Regions from separate parts of the Zea mays genome. Here region 1 is linked to region 2. Evidence: chromatin contacts called from public Hi-C data. All regions are on one chromosome and are shown on one strand. The core of a region is the stretch at or near the end of the contact, and the rest is flanking DNA. Distances in the headings are between cores, read along the strand shown. Region 1 holds the start of LOC100285952. Region 2 holds the start of LOC100284852 (glycosyltransferase).

The links. Hi-C and Micro-C count contacts between places; a contact is called where the count stands out from the background.
Region 1: a Hi-C map of bundle sheath shows a contact between it and region 2, with 2.0 times the contacts expected there. The contact joins the promoter of LOC100285952 here to the promoter of LOC100284852 in region 2. A contact is called at or near these places in 3 of 25 Hi-C or Micro-C datasets (bundle sheath, ear and endosperm).

The regions. Positions count from the first base shown.
Region 1 is chr5:60,873,411-60,878,830 of Zm-B73-REFERENCE-NAM-5.0, forward strand. LOC100285952 reads left to right here and starts at 1,427. Exons shown (of 11, transcript NM_001158841.2): 1 at 1,427-1,916; 2 at 2,851-3,259; 3 at 3,419-3,546; 4 at 3,626-3,685; 5 at 3,963-4,112; 6 at 4,575-4,730; 7 at 4,850-4,987; 8 at 5,087-5,160. The coding sequence starts at 1,695.
Region 2 is chr5:60,604,675-60,609,652 of Zm-B73-REFERENCE-NAM-5.0, forward strand. LOC100284852 (glycosyltransferase) reads left to right here and starts at 3,239. Exons shown (of 2, transcript NM_001157747.2): 1 at 3,239-3,727; 2 at 3,839-4,978. The coding sequence starts at 3,604.

The sequences.
Region 1 (5,420 bases), core at 177-2,676, 270 kb after region 2:
GAATTTAGCGCAGCCAGTGCTTAGGACTCCATCACCCTATGCCTTTTCAAAAAATGCAACCTTATTTTGCATGACGACCGTTAAGTTTCGACTTAAAAATGTGCTATGTTTTAATGCTTACAGAATTGTTGTAGATCCATAGTGCTAGACAAGACACACCATCAATCAAAGCAAGAAATGATGCCTAGAGTAGCAACAGATAAAGCGTTCACGGACATCATCGCCATGTCGTCCTGTCTGAACAGATCAAAATTGCCTGAAACCGATCTCTCATTCTTCTGTGATCTCGCGAGCACAATGCTGATAATGTGTTAGAGCGCAGTGGTAACGAGACTGAGAGATAGTACAAATGACAGTTATCTTCCTTTATTGCAGAGAGGATTCTCTTATACAAGTCTAAACAGTATCTCCTAAGGGGTGTGTCCCTTGGAAATAACCGTTAGGGAGAAAGGATTTATCACGAGTACACAATATATTGTAACAATTCCGTCACCTTCGTTTCTTCTCCCATATGATTATCCTGAAGAGTATATCCATCGAACTTGTGTTACTTTTTTTATGCCATGAAGCAATCGAAAATAAATCACCAACATATATGCCCTAATAATAACTCGCCGCTCATCCGATCCGGGCGACTGCTGACCGAGCCCGGTGATTAGGCTATCCGCAGTGGTGACGGTAAAACTCAACCTCAAATATTTACAGTATCATATAGCGCTCAGAGTTGCTACAACGGGTGACTGAAAAGAGCACTGTAAGTTTTCCGAACCCCACAGTCAGCGCACGTTTCCCCCCAACTGCATAATCTCTCTCCTATTTCCATTGGTTGGCTGACAGTTGAGTGTGGGTTGAGTGGGGACAGGAGAGATGAAAAAATAGAATATATGGTAGTTGGTATAGGGTAGAGATTTAGAGTAAATATGATTGCGGAAGATTGTAGAATAGAGTAGAGAATCTCGCTGACCAGGTCCTTTTACAGCCAGCAGGTTCGGTTCTCGCTGTCACGCACGCTCCCAACCAAAGCCTGTGACGCGGCACATTCGGTCTCTCTTTCTGCACATGCTGTGGCCTGTGGGATGTCTGAGACATCCATTCATCCGGGCAACGGTGCAAGTTGAGCGATCCATTCATCCACGACGACGCGGTTGCAGCCACAGCTGGCCATGGCCTGGTGGAGTAGGCGATGCTCTCGCCTCCTGCAACAAGCAACGCGTGGCCAGCAGCCCATTAGCTTATATGACTGATTTGGCAAAGCTTATTATTAGCTTATATAAGGTGCTAAAATAACTGTTTTTATATATTATCAAGCAGGGGAGCCACTCACGATGACGTCACTGTTTTATCTAGATTTTTCTTTTCTCTACAAATTAGAAGAAAGCCGTCCATCCAATCCCAACTGGTATAACAAGATCCCGCTCATTCCCATCACGCCCATCATTTTCCGTTCTTCAATCCGTCAATCCAGTCCCCATCCCCACGGCGCCGACGACTCGGGGGCTTCCCCCCTTGGACTTGGCCCGGGTGGGAGTAGCACGTCGGGGAAGGGAAGCAAGCGTCCGCGAGTAAGGACAGAAAACCGAAGGGAGGAGTGGAGAGGAGGAGCTTGCTTGGAGCGGGTGGACGTGTGGTGTGTATATAGTTAAGCGGGCGGGCGGGCGGGCAGCCAATGCCGTCGGGCGCGCAGGGCTAGGAGCATGGGCGGAGGGGGCGCGATCGTGCACGGCTTCCGCCGCTGGTTCCACCGCCGGAGCGAAGGCTCCACCTCCAACTCCAACCAGTCGTCCCTCGCCGGCGAGGGGGAAGCGGACGACGGCTCATCCGATCTCGAGGTCATCGAGGACCCGGATCTCCTCGGCCTCCGCGCCATCCGCGTGCCCAAGCGCAAGATGCCGCTGCCCGTCGAGAGCCACAGGAAGGTGAGCGACCGACTGGACCCGCCTCCGTTGCCTTGCCTTGCTCGCTCGCTCGCTTCTGTGGACTGTGGACTGGGTGGGGGCGGGCGGACGACTCTGCCTTCCTCCTGCTGCTCCTTGACCCGCGGGTCACGGGAAATCTCTTGCCAAGGTCGGATTTTCTTGGGATCTGGCTGCTCGCGTGCCGTGCAATTTCTTGCCATGTAGTAGGACTGTAGCTGTAGGAGGGCAGGAGAGTGACTGCCTCGTTTCCTTCCGCGTATGCATTGGGGAGCTGTGCGGGTGATGCTTTTCTATTTTCGATCTGATCGGTGCTGCCTTTACTCCGATTTCCCAGCTTATGAAATAATCGTATATATATGCTCCTACTTACTGTAATAGTAGTATGGTGCTCTCGTCTTGCGCCGTCAAACTTCAGTTATTAGCTCTATATCTCGGCAATTGCTGGCATCGTCCGCGTTATACTGATCCTGTGGGGAAATCTTCTCTAAGTTGCCCACTTGTGTTTTTGATAATCTGATCAGCTGACCAGGGCACCGGCTCGGCTTCAATGAGGTAGACTTGATCTGCACCTGTACCTCCAGTTTTCCTTTGCCTGTTGCTGTTAGGGATTCGACTAGCTCAATGAGAAAAAGTCTTGTCCTCGCGTGTGTTCCTACTGAATTAGCTGACCGCGTCTTTAGTGAAAAGTCAATTTTTAGTTGGTCGGTCATGGCCCAGGGGAAAGATCCTAGCTTTATAAACTTGTAGATGCATGTCATGCGGCCATTCCATTTGATTTGCTGACGAACATCTCTCAGCGATAGGATACACTACTGTTCAGTTAGCCATAGGTTGTTTCACTACAGGTATTTTGTAACAAGTCATTCCTTGGATACTCATCATTCTGTATATCTCTGGTTAACTTCAATATGTACTTGAAATTGCGGTCTTACAGAACTCAGTAGAAATGGAGTTCTTCACAGAGTACGGAGAGGCAAGCCAGTACCAGATCCAAGAAGTCATTGGTAAAGGGAGCTACGGAGTAGTTGCTGCAGCTGTGGACACCCGCACCGGTGAGCGGGTTGCTATCAAGAAGATCAATGATGTGTTTGAGCACGTCTCGGATGCCACACGCATACTGCGGGAGATCAAGCTCCTCCGGTTGCTTCGTCACCCAGACATAGTCGAGATTAAGCACATCATGCTCCCTCCTTCTCGGAGGGAGTTCCAAGACATCTATGTTGTTTTTGAGCTCATGGAGTCGGATCTCCATCAAGTGATCAGGGCGAATGATGACCTCACCCCTGAACATCACCAGTTTTTCCTGTACCAACTTCTTCGAGCTCTCAAGTACATACATGCCGGTAAGTATATTAGCTAGTACCAACCACATGGTACCTATCCCATGTACCAAGGCAGTTTATATATTTGTCAGACTGTTGTGGTTCATCTGCTCATGGTTATCTAGTTTGTTGTTATGATATATTATGATAATGTGCTCCTTGCGGTCTATATTGGTGCAGCTAATGTATTCCATCGTGATCTAAAGCCCAAGAATATACTGGCTAACTCGGACTGCAAACTGAAAATATGTGACTTTGGACTTGCCCGTGCATCATTCAATGATGCCCCTTCAGCTATATTTTGGACAGTAAGACGCTTGCCATTTTATGGAAGCATTCATGTTCCACTTTCCCGTTTTTAATGTGCTTCTGCTTTTCTGTTTGAAGGACTATGTGGCAACAAGGTGGTACCGGGCACCTGAACTATGTGGTTCCTTTTTCTCCAAAGTAATGTCTCCTTCTCTTGAATGACATCAAAGTTAATATTGTTAGAGCACTATGTATGCACGTGCATATTGAAGTTCCTAATGCATGAAGTGGTCAATTGTGTAGTGCATCATATTTCCCTTGTAGTGAATATTCTTGTAGTATACTCCTGCAATTATGTATTCTTTATTTTCTTGTAGTAATCTGTGCTGAAAACTGAGGTGTATAGACAAGATTATGTTCCAAAAGCCTTATGTTACAGCTATCCGAATTCTGACACGTTTTTATTCACATGCAGTACACTCCTGCAATTGATATTTGGAGCATTGGGTGCATATTTGCTGAACTTCTCACTGGAAGGCCACTATTTCCTGGGAAGAATGTTGTACACCAATTAGATATTATAACAGATCTTCTTGGGACTCCATCATCTGAGACCTTATCCCGGGTACTACATCTCAATTTTTTCTGTGTCACTGTTGCCCAAACCTCGTAATATATCATTAAAGTAGCTAATGTTTTCTAACAAGACTCTGGGCCTGTTTGGATACAAGAGCTAATCACTAGGTAGCTAAAAATAGCTCTAGTGCATCCCAACAAAAGAGCTAATAGATGGACTATTTTTTTAGCCAAATCTTGAACTAGTTGTTAGCCAACTAGCTATCCAACCATAGGTAATTTGAGCTATTTTTATTTTTCAGCCCCAATTAGTGCGTGTATCCAAACAGTCCCTAAGCAAAGGATCTATGCGAATATAATATTAATGCACCATTTTATCAACAAAGTCCATTGCAAGCCACTGAAATATTTCCTTCAGGCCCCATTTATTTGTTTATTTTGTGATGTCTGCTCCTTCTAGAGATTCCACATGCGGAGAAAACATCCATAATGTTGTCTACGGTCTTTGCAGATTCGAAATGAGAAGGCCAGGAGATATTTGAGCTGCATGCGGAAAAAATATCCCGTGCCCTTTACTCATAAATTTCGACATGCTGATCCTTTGGCTCTTCGTCTTCTAGAGCGTTTGCTTGCATTTGATCCTAAAGACCGGCCTAGTGCAGAAGAGGTGAACTCAATTAAAATATGTTTTCTTTTTCTTTCATTAGATCTGCTTTCCATAAAAAGATGTCACACGTATATATATATGCATTTTTGACATTATATTATTATCTTATCGTACTTCAGGCTCTAGCTGATCCATACTTTGCATCCCTTGCTAATGTGGAACGTGAGCCATCAAGACACCCGATTTCTAAACTTGAGTTTGAATTTGAAAGAAAGAAGCTGGCCAAAGATGATGTTAGAGAACTGATCTATCGAGAGGTAATGAGCAATAGCTTCTAATCTATTTTCCTGTTTGTGTAAACAAGTGTAGTCACCGTGCTTGAGAATTATTATTATTTGTCTATAATACGCGAGCAGATTTTGGAGTATCATCCACAGATGCTGGAGGAGTACATGAAAGGCGGAGAACAGATTAGCTTCCTCTATCCAAGGTGCAGTGTTACATTATTTTTTTTTCCTCCTACGGTTTTACTGCCATACAATGGGAATAGTTAGCTTCAACATCAAACAAGGTTCACTACACACTTTGTGTTTTACTTGCATCCTACTCATTCTTTGTCGAGTCGCTTGTCATTCAGTATGACCGAATAGATCAAATCTTCCTACCTACTGTACATTTCCTCACTTTTTTTTTTGCCAGGAACATAGTTTCCCACACACCAAAAAAAAGCACATAGGAAACAATAATCAC
Region 2 (4,978 bases), core at 1,989-4,488:
AGTCAGAACACCAATGGTCGAATCCCAACGGCATTGGTGACGTGGCTGGCGCACCGGACATGTCCGGTGTACACCGGACTGTCCGGTGCACCATACGACAGACAGCCTCCACCAACGGTCATGTTTGGTGGTTGGGGCTATAAATACCCCAACCACCCCACCATTCATTGCATCCAAGTTTTCCAGCTTCCAACCACTATACAAGAGCTAGCATTCATTGCAAAGCACACCAAAAGAGATCAAATCCTCTCCCAACTCCACACAAAGCCTTAGTGACTAGAGAGAGTGATTTGTAGTGTTCATTTGAGCTCTTGCGCTTGGATCGCTTCTTTTCTTTGGCATTCTTTCTTGTGATCAAACACTCACTTGTAATTGAGGCAAGAGACACCAATTGTGTGGTGGTCCTTGCGGGAAGTTTGTTTCCCAAGTGATTTGAGAAGAGAAGCTCACTCGGTCCGAGGGACCGTTTGAGAGAGGGAAGGGTTGAAAGAGACCCGACCTTTGTGGCCTCCTCAACGGGGAGTAGGTTTGCGAGAACCGAACCTCGGTAAAACAAATCCACGTGTCACACTCCTTATTCGCTTGCGATTTGTTTTGCACCCTCTCTCGCGGACTCGATTATTATTTCTAACACTAACCCGTCTCGTAGTTGTGTTTATATTTGTAAATTTCAGTTTCGCCCTATTCACCCCTCCTCTAGGCGACTTTCATAAACAACCTCAACAAAGAGAGATTTAATTAGGCACAAATAATATCAATGCTGAAAATAATAATACACTAAAACCCAGACTGTCACGTTGTCTCAATACACCGCTATCATCATCGAGCACACAAATCCGCCCACAACAGTGCAATCACACCCAAGTATTTAATACTAGCAGATTGCATAAAATTAAACAGTAAATAAAGTGAGACAACGAATAACTCACAACACGTAGATTGTCTACGTGGGAAGACCAGCTCAGCGAACACAAGGTTCTGTCCCAGAAAATCAATTCCGCCGCCCACGTCCGGCAGGGGCGTAGACAATGGGTGGTCCGGGTGGGCCACGGCATATCCTAAGCCGGCCCACCAGCCCACCAAGATCCATATAAAAAATACTGATATATATTATATTTGCATTCTAATATATACATTTATAGACTTAAATGTTAAATCTACAGTGTTATATTTTGAACTATATACTAAATTATTATATATTAAATTAAATTATTTATAAAAAAAATTTAATGGCATACCTCATGGAAAAATTCTAGCTACGCTACTGACGTCCGGGCCTGCACGGCGGGAGGTTGACGGAGATACTAGAGCCGCTGCCGGAGCCGAGGGAGACGTCCACGACACCAGCCCGAGAAGACGAACACCACGCAGCAGGGAGCCCAGGCACCAGGCCACAGTGGACAATAATCAGAACAGACAGAGCACCACACAGGTGCACTGGTGAGACAACGGAGCGCAGGAGAACCGCGCTGCGCACAAGCAGGGCCACCTCCACCTTCTTCCACCAGCAGGATTAACACTAGAACACCAAAAATCGAAGGAATCGATCCAAACCGTGACTAGAACCGAGAGGAGGAATAGGAACAGAGAACTAGCGATTTTAGGCGAGGTGTTGAGCAGGAAGCAAATCTCCATAGTTATGGAGCCGAACTAGAGGAGGTTGCGCAGTTGACTGCCAGGAATTCGCGAGCGCCGAAAGACCAGGCTGCAGCGCGCCGCCGCCAGGAAAGCCAACTTCCTTTTCGCTACATCCTCTCTTGCTCTCACGGCATGACATTTCCGTGCCCTAGGACACGTGTTCCTGAAAGGGCTGCTCAGCCAGCCTTTCTTCCAGCCGGCTGGGTTGGGCTGCTCGGCCTTTTGGGCCTTGTAGCGGCCCAGCCTGGCTGGCCATAATTTTTTTTATTTAAATAAAGTGAAAATCATTTAAATGGACAACAAAGATATCTCATTTAATTGGGTTGTACATGTTCTAACATAACAAGTCATTAACATAATAAGTCAACAGTTTTGGACTTCCCAACATAAAATGAGCATCCAATTAAATAAATTGTTGCGATTTTATTGGGTGTTCGCCAGCGATGCCCTTTTTCATGTACAGGCCGGGCAGTTAAATAACCGTAGTGATGAGCAAATAGGAAGGTCGCGCTACTTTTGCTTTCTGACAGTCTGTTCAGCTCCTTGTCGGCTGTGGCATTCGATGCCGGATGGAATTGGCAATGATGATCATCTACATCTTTTTGCAAAAACCTCACGGTTGTAAACCACGTATCTTGCAGTTCTTTTGTCCCTATCATCATCATCAAACCCACCCTAATGATCTACGTCCACACTTGGGTCAGCATTCTAACCCTTTTGCTAAGGGTGTCGGGGTGATGTGCTTGACGAACGATAGACCATGTTCAATAATCTATCTATATATATAGTCATCCAAAATACCATTTTGTATCGTAGTTTATAGAGTGAAATTTAAATATAAATATGAAGTAGGGACAAACTGCTGGATATAGTCTTAGGGCTTGTTTGGGAGCAAGTGAAATGAAGGGGATTGAGGGTGCTATAATTCCTCACTATTTAAAATTGAATAGTGGGGTATTCTAGCCGCTTCAATCCTCTCCATTACTCTTCCTCCCAAATAAGCCCTTAGGTGCTAGCGTGCCACGCCATGGCGTTATTAGTATGGCATGTTAATCGTGCGTTGACGAGCAAGCTGGGAGGGAAGCAGATGGCACGGCCGTGCGGCTCCCGGGATTCAAATATCAAGCTTCTAGAGTGTCCGGAAGCCATACGATGATAATTGATACCGTCATTACGAGGCTGGCTCAGATGCCAGTTGATGATGGGATGACCTGGGCTGTCTAGCACGAGACGTGGATTGGGTTACGGCGTTTGCAAGGCAGGGCCAAGCACGTGCGCGCACGGAAGCTCGCGAATTGACAGCACACAGCCACTGCCACAGTACGTACAGCAACACCGCAACGCACGCACAAGCCGCGCGCGCCTCTCTGCCTGCAAAGGTCCCGTGTCCCGTCCGGCCGGCCGGGCGAAACAATGCTGGTGACGCTTGGCTCGCCGCCGGCCGCCGCGCCATGTCTCAGTGCTACTACTGTCCGTGTCCGTGGACTGCGCTCCGCACTGTGGCGGGGCACCGACCGATCCCACCCGCCGCGTTGAACGAACCCATCATCAGCGCAGCGGGGCGCGGGCATCTATTCTACCGTTCGTTCGCCGATGGATCGGATGGGTGGGTTGGTACGCTGGGCTGGGGCCGGCGCGTCGGCTGTAGGCTCTGTAGCGTAGCTTGCTTGCTTGCCGTAGTGGTTGCCGTGGCACGCAGGCCCCATCGGCCTCGCATCCTCCCCTCCCCGGGACCGGGACACCCCGCGCCCGCACCCGCGAACCATCGGGCGGGCGTCAACCACCCACCAAACTCGTTTCTGGTTGCGCTGCCCGCCGCGGGGTCGCCATCGGCGGACGCGAGCGAGCCCAATCCCTCCCGGCCTCGGCCTGCCTTCCATTAATACCCTCTCCACCGTCGCTACTGCAGCTCGCGTCGCTTCCAGATCCAGCGGGCGGAGGAGGGGGTGCGGTGCGGCCGTGACCATGAAGCAGCCGAGGGGCCGGCAGGAGCCGCGCCGGGTGGGCAACGCCGCCATGGTCGTCACCATGGTCGTCTCCCTCTGCGTCCTCACGTACATCAAGGCGCGATACTGCTCCAACCCTTTCCGTACGTCTCCGCCTCTTCGATTCCTCCTCCTGCTTCTTCGATTCCTCCTCCTGCCTGCCTTCTCCTCCGTCCATCCACTAACCGTCCCCACCGCGGGCTACGACGTTGCAGCCAAGGCGGTGGCGGAGGTGGAGGTGGACGAGGACTACGACAGCACGCGGTACAAGCTGACGGGCCCCGTGGGCGAGGAGGACTTCGACCCGTCCCGCCCCACCTGCTACAACACCAGCAAGCGGTCGGAGCGGTGCGCCGCCGTGGGCGACATCCGCGTGGACGGCAACCACTCGCGGATCTACATCAGCCCGCTGTCCCGCGAGTGGCGGACCAAGCCGTACGCGCGGCGGCACGACGCCGTGGCCATGGACGACGTGCGCGAGTTCACGCTGGTCCCCTTCGGCGGCCCCAACGACACGGCCGTGCCGCCGCTCTGCACGCGCACCCACTCCGTCCCGGGCTTCCTCTTCTCCAGCGGCGGGTTCGCGGGCAACCTGTACCACGACTACGCCGACGTGCTGGTGCCGCTCTTCGCCAGCACCAACCACCTGGGCGGGGAGGTCCAGTTCCTGCTGGCCGACATCAAGGACTGGTGGGCCGACAAGTTCCGCCCGCTCTTCCGCCAGCTCTCCCGCTACGACGTCATCGACGTGAACAACGACCGCGAGGTGCACTGCTTCCCGCGGATCATCATCGGCTCCACCTTCCACCGCGCCATGGGCATCGACCCCTCGCGCTCGCCCGGCGGCGTCACGGTGGCCGACTTCAAGCGCCTGCTCCGCCGCGCGTTCCGGCTGGAGCGCGCCGTCGCGTCGCGGTCGGGGGCGCCCCGGCGCCGGGACCGGCCCCGCCTCCTCATCATCTCGCGCAAGAGCTCGCGCCGCTTCGTCAACGAGCGCGCCATGGCGCGCGCCGCGGCGGCCGCCCGGTTCGACGTGCGGATCGCCGAGCCCGACAACCACACGGACATGCCCAACTTCGCGAGGCTGGTGAACTCGGCGGACGTGATGATGGGCGTGCACGGCGCCGGGCTCACCAACATGGTGTTCCTGCCCAGCCGCGCCGTGCTGGTGCAGGTGGTGCCGTTCGGCGGGCTGGAGTGGCTCACCCGCGTCACCTTCAAGGACCCCGCAAGGGACATGGACGTCACGTACATGGAGTACAACGTGTCGCTGGAGGAGAGCTCGCTCAGGGACCTCTACCCGGAGGACCACTTCTACCTGAAGCACCCCTACGACGTGCACAAGAAGGGGTGGG